Regions from separate parts of the Mus musculus genome. Here all the other regions are linked to region 4. A link is a contact called in public HiChIP or PLAC-seq and promoter capture Hi-C data. All regions are on one chromosome and are shown on one strand. Each heading gives the region's core, a stretch centred on a gene start, on an enhancer-like site or on the middle of the called end of the contact. The rest is flanking DNA. Distances are from core to core; before and after follow the strand shown. Region 1 holds the start of Oaz1 (ornithine decarboxylase antizyme 1). Region 2 holds the start of Eef2 (eukaryotic translation elongation factor 2). Region 3 holds the start of Gipc3 (GIPC PDZ domain containing family, member 3). Region 4 holds the start of Bsg (basigin).

What was found. Promoter capture Hi-C pulls out the DNA fragments that hold promoters and counts their contacts. HiChIP or PLAC-seq counts read pairs in DNA pulled down with a chosen protein or histone mark. Capture Hi-C pulls out chosen DNA fragments and counts their contacts.
Region 1: a promoter capture Hi-C map of pre-B cells shows a contact between it and region 4, with 4 times the contacts expected there. The contact joins the promoter of Oaz1 here to the promoter of Bsg in region 4. A contact is called at or near these places in 3 of 39 promoter capture datasets (liver, neutrophils and pre-B cells).
Region 2: a promoter capture Hi-C map of liver shows a contact between it and region 4, with 2.3 times the contacts expected there. The contact joins the promoter of Eef2 here to the promoter of Bsg in region 4. A contact is called at or near these places in 2 of 39 promoter capture datasets (hippocampal neurons and pre-B cells), 1 of 484 Hi-C or Micro-C datasets (B cells), 2 of 115 datasets of contacts at active chromatin or transcription factors (astrocytes and large pre-B cells) and 1 of 9 other capture datasets (liver).
Region 3: an HNF4G HiChIP or PLAC-seq map of pancreatic cancer cells shows a contact between it and region 4. The contact joins the promoter of Gipc3 here to the promoter of Bsg in region 4. A contact is called at or near these places in 1 of 39 promoter capture datasets (second pharyngeal arch cranial neural crest) and 1 of 115 datasets of contacts at active chromatin or transcription factors (pancreatic cancer cells).

The regions. Positions count from the first base shown.
Region 1 is chr10:80,825,356-80,828,055 of GRCm38.p6, reverse strand. Oaz1 (ornithine decarboxylase antizyme 1) reads right to left here and starts at 1,400. Exons shown (of 5, transcript NM_008753.4): 1 at 1,151-1,400. The coding sequence starts at 1,296.
Region 2 is chr10:81,175,203-81,177,902 of GRCm38.p6, reverse strand. It overlaps Eef2 (eukaryotic translation elongation factor 2), which reads right to left and starts at 1,272. Exons shown (of 14, transcript NM_007907.2): 1 at 1,174-1,272; 2 at 24-238. The coding sequence starts at 1,176.
Region 3 is chr10:81,341,966-81,344,665 of GRCm38.p6, reverse strand. Gipc3 (GIPC PDZ domain containing family, member 3) reads left to right here and starts at 1,307. Exons shown (of 6, transcript NM_148951.2): 1 at 1,307-1,588. The coding sequence starts at 1,409.
Region 4 is chr10:79,702,918-79,705,633 of GRCm38.p6, reverse strand. Bsg (basigin) reads right to left here and starts at 1,276. Exons shown (of 8, transcript NM_009768.2): 1 at 1,050-1,276. The coding sequence starts at 1,116. Gm25794 (a small nuclear RNA gene) reads left to right here and starts at 2,044; the gene lies at 2,044-2,150.

The DNA of each region.
Region 1 (2,700 bases), core at 151-2,650, 1.1 Mb before region 4:
CATGCTGCCAATCCTCCCTTCACACCAGGTCACTCGCTCCTTCCTACCCTCTGGTCAGCAGCTACCAGTGACCCCAAAGTTCTACCTCACTAACTACTCATGCTCTAGAGTCAGACAACCCCAAGTCTCCTCTCTTCCCTACTGCCACTCTATAGGTGTCTGCACAGCCTATATCCAAAGTTCCTACCACCTATATCGACGCCCTTCCCAAACCAGTCCCCATTCTGAACCCTTCAAGTGATACCCTCCATCCCACCCACTGCAGACTTTTAACTGCCAAGTGGACCAGGGATTAAGGTCACCTCACATCATACTCACCACACCACACCACCTCCATGTCCTCCAACATAGCTCTGTGAGCCCCCAAGCCTGACCACTTCCAAGGTCCTAATTCTGACCCAAATCCCTCCAAAGTATTAGAGCCCTCAACACGCAATCACTAAATCCAACCTAAACCTCATCCCAGCTTCCCCACCTGTGACTTCCTAAACCGACACAAGCTTCTTTCTCAACACCCCAAATCTGATCCCATACTCTCCCACCAAGAAATGAGTCCTCAACATGTACCCAAGAATATAATAGGATTCCTCCCCAACAGCACCCAAAATCCCAGTATTCTGCAAAGAACTCCAAACACCGGGACGAGCCCCACCTCTACATAGCATACGATTTATTACCCAAACGCCCTACAGGTAACCACAAACACTTCGCCACCTGACATTAGAACTAGCTCACATATCCGAGAGGCAGACCCCAAATTCGAGTCTCCAATCTCTTCTCAGATCCCTCCCCAAATCTTAGGCTCAACTCACAACCCCCGAATCCGATTCGAACCCAAAATCGAATCCTACATTTTCGCGAAATGTTCCCGGTCCTCCAATCAAACCAAACCCTATTCCTCAACCTGAGACTCCCTAATTCCACTCGAATCCCAAATCCGAGTCCGCGACCCGCTCCACAGGCCCCGCCCCGCCCCGCCCCGCCCCCTGCGCGATTGTGGCCGCCACAAAGGGGCGGATCTCGCGCTGCCGAGACTTATCTGGCGCCGGAGGCCGACCCCGCTCCGGGCCTGCGCGTCCTGCGCTGCCCTCTGGGGCCTACGCGGACGCTGTTTCTGGAAGGTTCGCGGCGGCGGGGGCAGGGCTCTCACCTCTCGCTGCTGCAGCCGCCGCGGCTGTGCTGACTAAGAAGCGGCATGGTGCGGCTGGCGTGAAGCGTGGCGCTGCGTTTGTCCCCTTCCTTCTCTCTGGCGAAGCAGTGGCTGTTGAGGATCCGCTGCAGGGAGGATTTCACCATCCGGCCGCTGGGGTCCGAAACCAGCAAAAACCTCCGCTGCACTTCCCGCGCCGCCGCCGCTGCTCGCCGTTCGCAAAATGGCGCCGGCGCCGACGCCCACTTTTATATGCGTCGTCACGGCAGGCCACGCCCCCACACGCAGGCGTAAACGCAGCAGTGTGAGGCGACGGAGGAACGGGGTGGGGCCACAGTGGCAGCCCAAGGAAAAACCAAATGCGTCCCACCTACTCCGGCTTCTGATTGGCGAGAGTAAAAAGACAGACAGAAGGTTTCCGTTGATGATTAGTTGGCGATAGGAGAATCCCGGCCCCGCGTGTTTGCGTCACTCTGTGGGAGGGAAGACAGAAAAGCCAGACGCGTCCCGCCCCTACAAGGCTCTGATCGGTCAATGTAGAAAAACGGACGTATTGGCCCCTTTGAGGATTGGTTGGAGTTCTGACAAGCCCGCCCTCGAGGCTTTATGACGTGAGGCGGAGGCGGGGCTTCTGTAGTCGCCTCCAGGACGTAAACCCCCATCTAGCCCAGGCCTCAAGGCTAGGACTCTGCGCCTCCTCTAGTACCTGTGGCCCTTCAGTTTTGTCATCTGTCATCCTTTCCATCTTAACCATTATGGTCCCACTCATGGGACGCCCCGCTCCGGGAAGACTGTCAGGACATAACTGTCAAGGGTACCTGAGGCTGACCTAGGCGGTTTGCTTGGTGCCCATCCCCCACGCGGCAAAATTATTCTAATGACCTTGTAATAATGGGTAATAGATTGGGACTCTTTGTTTTAAAAGCAACTTGCTATTTAAAAGAAAATCTGTCAAAAGTTAAGTATCCCAATCTAGAGAAGTATTTTATGTCAAATTGGAATTTAAACAACTTTTCTCATAGACTCAGCTTGAAGGTTTCCTTCATCCCAACCCCCCCTCCCCCGCCGCCGCCGCTTTTTTGTTGTTGTATTTTGATTTTTGTTTTTTGAGACAGGGTTTCTCTGTTTGCCTGCCTCTGCCTCCCAAGTGCTGGGATCAAAGGCGTGCGCCATCACTGCCCTGCTTACAATTTATTCTTAAAGAATTTCGTATTCTTTTTCTCTTTATGGGTTTTTTGTTGTTGTTGTTTTGTTTTGTTTTGTATGTTTTGTTTTTGAGACAGGGCTTTTCTGTGTAGCCCTGGATGTCCTGGAACTTACTCTATAAACTAAGCTACCCTCAAACTCAGAGATCTGCCTGACTCTGCCAGCTGAGTGTTGGGATTAAAGGCCTGTGGCACCACACCCTGCTCTTTCTCTCTCTCTCTCTCTCTCTCTCTCTCTCTCTCTCTCTCTCTCTCTCTCTCTCTCTCTCTCTCTCTCTCTCTCTCTCAAGATTTACTTATTTTATTTATATGAGTACACTGTTGTTGTTTCTGGTCTTCAGACAC
Region 2 (2,700 bases), core at 23-2,522, 1.5 Mb before region 4:
CTCGGGGCTGTCCCCTCACTCACGTGGATTTGATTGTGATGCAGCGCTCCTGCTCATCCTTGCGAGTGTCAGTGAAGCGCGTCTCCCCAGCTCGGGCAGAGGCAATGATGCCAGCCTTGCACACAAGGGAGTCGGTCAGCGTGGACTTGCCGTGGTCCACATGGGCGATGACTGACATGTTCCGGATGTTGGCTTTCTTGTCCATGATGGCACGGATCTGATCTACTGTGAAGTTCACCTGTGGTGGGGGGATGGGCAGCCAGGCTGATTCTGGGAACCCAACTTGGCAGGCATCGGTGGGTCAATAGCACCCCACAGCAGGGGCAGGAACCAGATGTCGGCCCAAGATTGGAGCTGAGCTCACAGTGTGACTCAAACGTACAACCCAGGACCTCTGAAATAAGCATCAAAAGTTCACAGATGTGTCCACAGCTCTAAACAAACGCCGAAACCGACAACTGCGACACTTAAGAGCAAGCCTGTGCTAGAAGACCCTATCTTGAGGCTCAAGTCACATAACCTCAGCACAAGAATTCAAAGCCAAGGTGCACGGCCACCTCGGCACTGCAAAGATGCCGGATTGATTGGGACCAAAGCACGAAAAAACCTCCTCTGCTACACACACCTCTTCCCCAAACCACTGGGTGCTGTGCGCCAAGGTCAAAGCCCGGATCAAAGGCCACAATGCGCCACTAGGCCCAGTGAGCCACTTTCTTAGATTATGGGGACCGGTGCTCACGTGTGAACTCAGATAGAAAACAGAGACGGGGGCTACCGGAAAGGGCCCGGAAGGCGTTCAGCCCACTGGAGGTGTCCAAGGAAGCCAGCCCTACAGGCTGTCACCTCCCGAGGACACCCTCCGCCCGTCACCAGGGGCGCGGGGACGGCGCTTTGCCCGCTGCCACATCACCAAGCACAACCCCTCCCGCAGTCACCCCGGCGGCCGCGGGGAGTTGAAGGACTTCAAGAAAACACCCCGACCTCGGCAGTTGACACTCCCAAGGCCCTCAGGGACGCGCAGATATGGCGCCGCGGCCCGACCACGTCCTGCCGCCCGGGCCAGGGCAGCCATGTCTCTTCCTCCCGTCCCTCTCAGCGTCCCGCTACAGCCACGTCCCGCTGCCCCAGAGATTCGTCTCGGTCCCCGAGTCTAGCGGAGCCGAGGAGACTCACCATGGTGGCGGATGGCGACGGATTCTCAGAGTCAGAGGTGAACAGGGAAGCGCGCCGACGATGGCGGCGGCTGCGGCGGAAGAGACCGCTGACGTCAACGCCCGGCCTTTTATAGGTCGACGCCGGTTGGGTGCGTCACGTGACGGCGCCGGGTGCTCGTCCGGCCGGGTTGGCTAGGAGCCAGCTGTGGACGGGTCTGCGCATGCACAGAGCGCGGTCTTTGGGACTTAACACTTGAACTGCCGTGGGAGTGGCTGCGGCGCGGCCGGGGCGTGGCTAGCTCAGTCTCTGGACCCTGGGCCAAGATCCACGGATGGGTTTTTAAACATAGATTCCTCAGAACACAGTTGCTTACAACATGATTCTTGAAAACCTTGTAGGTCAATAGGAAAAAGACTTTGAAATTCGGACCGGTCAGTGGGTTGTGCCAAAGTTCAATTTCCTGGGTTTGAGACTGTTATGTAATTTGACACCTCTGGGAAAAGCTGGAGAAAGGGACCCTTGAGGCCACAGATTTATTTCTGCAAAACCTTGCTTGTATTTTTATTACACTTTTTCGTTTGTTTGTTTTGGAAACAAGGTCTTTGGATGCAGCCCAGGACCGCACCAAATCATGAAGATCTGCCTTAATCTACTGCGTCAGTGCTCGGACTAAAAGACTGTGCCAACACACCACGCTCTCATGAAACTTTTTTTGTCCGGAGACAGGATCTCGATAGAACAGGCTGGCCCTCAACTGGGTTGGCTGTAGAGGTTGTCCTTGAATTCCTGATCCTCCTGCGGGCAAAAATGCAACAATTATGATAAAACCAAAACAAAAGGCAGACAGTAGTGGTGCACGCCTTTAATCCCAGCATTTAGAAGGCAAAGACAGGAGATCTTTGTTCAAGGCTAACCTGGTCTACAGAGTGAGTTCCATGACAGACAAGGCTAAATCAAGAAACCCTATCTTAAAAACAAACAAAAAGGCGGGGCGTTGGTGGTGCATGCCTTTAATCCCAGCAGAGACAGAGGCAGGCCAATTTCTGAGTTCGAGGCCAGGCTGGTCTACAGAGTGAGTTCCAGGACAGCCAGGGCTACACAGAGAAACCCTGTCTCAAAAAAAAAAAAAAAAAAAAAAAAAAAAAAAAAAAAAACGAAACAAAACAAAAAAACAACAAAAAAGATAGATAGATCAGCACGTGGAGCTAGGCGGGTGGCAGCCAGCTGTCATTCCAGGACTTGGCAGATGGAGGCAGGGTCTGATCTCTGCAGGGAGATCAGGAATTCAAGGCCATCCTTCCTTAACTTACACAGTGAATTCTAATGACATCCTGGGCTACAGGAGACCTTGTTTCAAAAACAAAACATTGCCAAACCTGTCCTTTCTTGGATTTTGTCACTTGTCTCCTAAATTTTTGCACATTTAGACAAGGTTTCATTCAGTAGCCCATAACTCGTAGCCTTGGCTCCAGCCACTATCTGAACAAAGCAAAGAGAAAGTGTGTTTTTCAAGAGAGCCCTCGATGCTGACAGTGCCGCGTGTGT
Region 3 (2,700 bases), core at 58-2,557, 1.6 Mb before region 4:
TCTCTCTGTATGTACACCTGCATGCCAGAAGAGGGCATCAGATCCAATTATAGTTGGAGGTGAGTTACTGGCCAGTGCTTTTAACCACTGAACCATCCCTCCAGTTTCCGTTGTTGGTCCTCTTTTAAGTCACCTACGTTGTGACACTCTGTCGTGGGAATCTAGAAGACACAAACAGCCTCAGATGTTCATTGACCCCTGCACACCCCACTTCACCCACCACATACCTGGGGATCCCTGAAAAAGTAGCATTTTATAGTGGTTTGGTCATCCTTCCTTCCTTTCTTTCTTTCTTTCTTTCTTTCTTTCTTTCTTTCTTTCTTTCTTTCTTTCTTTCTTTCTTTCTTTCTTTCTAGATTTATTTATTTATTTATTTATTTATTTATTTATTTTACATATGTGAGTACACTGTTGCTCTCTTCAGAGAAACACACCAGAAGAGGGCGTCAGATCTCATTACAGATGGTTGTGAGCCACCATGCGATTGCTGGGAATTGAACTCAGGACCTCTGGAAGAGCAGTCAGTGCTCTTAACCGCTGGGCCATCTCTCCAGCCCTGGTCTTCATTTCTTAACAAAAATTCTTTTTGCCAGGAGAGTGGGCTGAGTTGAGAGAGGATTCTCTGTATAGCCCTAGCTGTCCTGGAACTCGCTCTGTAGACCAGGCTAGCCTTGAACTCAGAGAGCCACCTGCCTCTACCTTCCCAGTGCTTGGACTAAAGGTGTGCACTCTCACTGCCTGGCTATCGACAATTATTTTTCCAGGGGTAGTGCACACAACTTTAATTCCATCATTGGGGAGTCTGACGCCAGAGGATCAGGAGGAGGTTAGGGTCACCCTTGGGTACATAGTGAGTTCCAGGCCAACCTGGGCTACATGAGATTCTGTCTCAAAAACAAAACAAAAATTATTAAGGGAGAGATTTGGAGGTAGGGGCCGCAGGTGGTCTTTAAAATAAACAGGTGAGCAGGAACTCACTGGGAGCTCTGGGGACTGAGCCCCAGAGGAGAGCCCAGCTTGTGCAAGAGCCCTGAGGCAGGGTGGACCCTGAGGTAGGGCAAGGAAGGAGGCACGCGAGGCCAGATAGACAGAGGGACAAGGCACGGAGTTCACAGACAGGGTCGGGGGCTGCGGGAAGACCGCTGACATGGACGGTGGGCTGTGTGCGGAGCGGAGGAGGGAGAAGGGGAGGACGGGCGGGGCTCCCCGGGAGGCCAAGACTGGACGCAGCACCCACAGCCCGGGGCCTCCCCCTGTTGTTCGCGAGTCCCGGGGGAGGGCGCGGCTGGCCCCGGCGGGCGGTTTCACCTTCCCCCGGGCGGCTCGGGTTCCCGGATCCGCTTACGCCCGGCTCCGCTGTCGCGGGACCTCCGGCGGGAGGCTCAGGACGCGGCGGACCCCACGCACCATGGACAGTGCTGCGCCCCGCGAGCCCGGGGCCACCGAGCCCCCCGCCCGCGCGCGCCCGCGCCTAGTGTTCCGCACGCAGCTGGCGCACGGCAGTCCGACCGGCAGGATCGAGGGCTTCACCAATGTCCGCGAGCTTTACGCCAAGATCGCCGAGGCCTTCGGCATCGCTCCTACCGAGGTGAGGGTGGACCGCGGACACCACCCAGGATCCTGTCTGCACTCCACGCGAAAGACAGGATCAGACCCTGGGAGTGGGGTTCCCATAGCCGCCGAGGACCCGACCCAGGTGTCAGGAGCCCATGAATGGCTAATGGGTGGCAATCAGCTCAGTGGGTAGAGCAGTCACCTAGGGTTTGGAAAGCCAGTTTCCATCCCCGACACAGGATAAAGCAGGTGTAGTGATGTAAAGTCTGTTATTCCGATTCTGGGAAGGTGGAGGCAGGAGGATTGAGAGTTAAGCTGGTCATCCTCAGATACATAGGAAACTAGAGGGTCAGCCTGAGCTACATGAGGCCTTATATAAAATAAAATCACTTTTAATTTTTTTCAACTCAATTATTTCTACTATTCCCTTTCAGTTGTTTGTTTTCTTTCTTTTAATTTTGTTTTTCTAAGACAGGCAGTCTCATCATGTAGCCCTGGCCGGTCTGGAACTAGCTCTGTAGACCAGTCTGATTTCAAATTCACAGAAATCTACCTGCTGCAGCCTCTAGAGAGCTGGGATTAAAGGTGTGGGCCACCCACTTAGTGTGGGTTTGATTTATTATATGTAGGGGCACCAGAGTGGGCACCACGGTGGAGGTTGGGCAACAGTTTGCAAGGGGTTAGTACTCTCCTTCCACATGCAGCCCTTGAGAATCAAACAGGTTCAGGACTTGGCAGACTGGCCACAAGCCCCTCCCACTCCCTCCCTCCCTCCTGACTCCAGCCTTCTTGTCCATTTTCTTTTCTTTTCTTTTTTTAAAGATTTAGTTATTTATTATACGTAAGGACACTGTGTAGCTGTCTCAGACACTTTAGAAGAGGGCATCAGATCTTGTTACAGATGGTTGTGAGCCACCATGTGGTTGCTGGGATTTGAACTCAGGACCTTCAGAAAAGCAGATGGTGCTCTTAACCGCTGAGCTCTAGCCCTCTTGTCCGTTTTCATTCCATTGCTTGTTCGTCTAATTAAGATAATATTTCGCTTTGTAGCTCAGGCTGGCCTGAAATTCATTCTGTAACCCAAGCTGGCTTCTAACTTCCAGCATTTCCCTTGCCTTGGCTTCCCGACTTCTGGGCTTACACTCC
Region 4 (2,716 bases), core at 27-2,526:
TTTGTAGGAAAGTCTATTTCGCATCCTCCCCTTGCCCAGATGGTAACACTAAAGTAACAGACCTCTCTAACTCCATGCCCTCCTAAATTAGGGACTGTGACCCTCACTCTGTTCCCTGAGTGGGGACACCAAGACTGCAGTTCCTTCGACTCCCAGGTCTTCCAAATTTGGGATCTCCCCAAGGTGGCAGCTTCTTTAGTCCCCAGATCTCTCCAATCCTGGAGGAAGCCACCTGCAACACTGCTGTCCCTCACCCCAGGTCCCACAAACCTCTCTCAGATGTCCTGCCAGATGTCCCTCTGGCCCATGGTTACTTTCCAGCCCTGTCTCTCAGGTGTGGAACCCTCAACGTGCTGACTTCTTTTATCTTCACTCTCCCAGGCCCCAACACCAGGAGGAGGTAAATTACTAGGGTTCCGTTCCAGCCCTGGTACGCAGGTGGAGACACCAAGATGGTCCAGACAGCTCCCTGGCCACGGACGCCCTCACTCACGTTGGAGATGTTGCCCCAGAGCCTTACTGTCTTCCAGCGTCAGGGTCACCTCTTCCCACACCTTCCCTAACTCCCCAAAACCTAAGCCAATTATAGTCATTGTTGTATCCCCAAACCTTCAGGGTCACGTCCCAGCCCTATTCCGGGAGCTGGGACAGTTAGGGAAGCGGCTCCTTCCATCTCCAGCTGACCAAAATCTGGGGTCATCCCATTCACTTCTGTAATCCAAATCCATCCAAATTACCTTCCAGCCCATGTCCTGGTGGGGACCACCACAAGGTGGCGGCTCCTTCCACCTCCGGTTCCCACAACCTTAGGACGTCTCCCCCAGAGTCCTAACCTTTGATTTGTCTCTCCAGGGCCTCATCTCTAAGATCACTCCCCTCCACCTCGATGCCCAGTCGAGGCTAGGTTCAACTCGAGGGTCACCCACAGCCACTGTTACTCCTCCACAATCTCCAAGCCTCGAGCCCGAGTAGGGAACCACCGAGTCCCCGAAATCGGAGGCTCACCTTAAGTCCGTGACCCCAGCCCGGTCCCAGCACCCCGCTCTTACCCGCCGCGCAGGCGCCTTGGCCGCTCAAGAGCGTGAAGGCCAGCGCCAGCAGCAGCGCCGCCGCCATGTCGCCTCGTCCAGGAGCTGCCCCACTGCGGCTCTATAAGAAGGGCGGGGCGCGCGCACGCAGGCACGCACGTACGCACGCACGCGGCGTCGCAGGGCGGGGCGCCAGGCACACAGGGAGTAGGCACGTACCCAGCGTCCGCCGCTCCCGCTCGCGCTACAGGAGCGGAGCGGGTGGAGAAGCGTTGGCACGTGACCACACAGGCCACACCCTCGAGGGGGTGGGGCCTGGAGCCTGGACTGCCCTTGAGCTCGCGCGCGCGCGCTCTCGCCTCGCTCGTGCTCTCCCTCTCTCCCCCCCTCCCTTACCCCCAATCTTTCCCCTCCCCTCTCCTTTCTCCCCTATCCCCGCTCTTCTCTACCCCCTCTCTCTCCTCTGTCTCTTTTTGAGACAGGGTTTCTCTGTGTAGCCCTGGCTGTCTTGAAACTTACTCTGTAGACCAAGCTGACCTCGAACTCAAACATCCACCTGCCTCTGCCTTTGGATGGAGTGCTGGGGTAAATGCCTGACCCACGATGCTCGGCTGTCCTTTTCAAAAACAAACAAACAAACAAACAAACAAACAAACAAACAAACCAAAACAAAAAAACCCTTACATTTCAGCCTGTTGGTGGTGGCACATGCCTTTTATATCCCAGCACTCGGGAGACACAAAGCAGGTGGACAGCCTAATCTATAGAGTGTGTACCACCAGGACAGCCAGAGCTGCAAGAGAAACCCTGTATCAAAAAACCAAAACCGAATAAAACCAAACCAATCAAAAACAAATTATATTTGAAGGTCGTGCACTGTGGCGCAGGCTTCTAACCCCAACATCGGGAGGCAGAGGCGAGGCAGGCATCTGAGTTTTGAGGACAGCTTGGGCTCTAGCTACGTAGCCAGTTCTAGACTAAGTTGTAAGGTCCTATCTCAAAAATGTATTTATTTGTGCTCGCTTCGGCAGCACATATACTAAAATTGGAACGATACAGAGAAGATTAGCATGGCCCCTGCGCAAGGATGACACGAAAATTCGTGAAGCCTTTAATATTAAAAAAAAAAAAAAAAAAAAAAAGGGGCTGGTGAGATGGCTCAGTGGGTAAGAGCACCCAACTGCTCTTCCAAAGGTCTGGAGTTCAAATCCCAGCAACCACATGGTGGCTCACAACCATCCGTAACGAGATCTGATGCCCTCTTCTGGTGTGTCTGAAGACAGCTACAGTGTACTTACATATAATAAATAAATAAATCTTTAAAAAAAAAAAGTATTTATTTGGGTGCTAGAGAGATGACTCAGTGACTAAGAGCACCGACTGCTCTTCCAGAGGTCCTGAGTTCAGTTCCCAGCAACCACATGGTGGCTCACAGCCATCTGTAATGGGATCTGACGCCCATTACAGATGAGGTTCTGGTGTGTCTGAAGAGAGCAACAGTGTACTCACATAAATAAAATAATTTGTGTGTGTGTGTGTGTGTGTGAGTGTGTGTGTGTGTGTGTGTGTGTGTGTGTGTGTGTGTGTGTTTTCCAGACAGAGTTTCTCTGTGTAGCCCTGGCTGTCCTAGAACTCACTCTGTAGACCAGGCTGGCCTCCAACTCAGAAATCTGCTTGCCTCTGCCTCT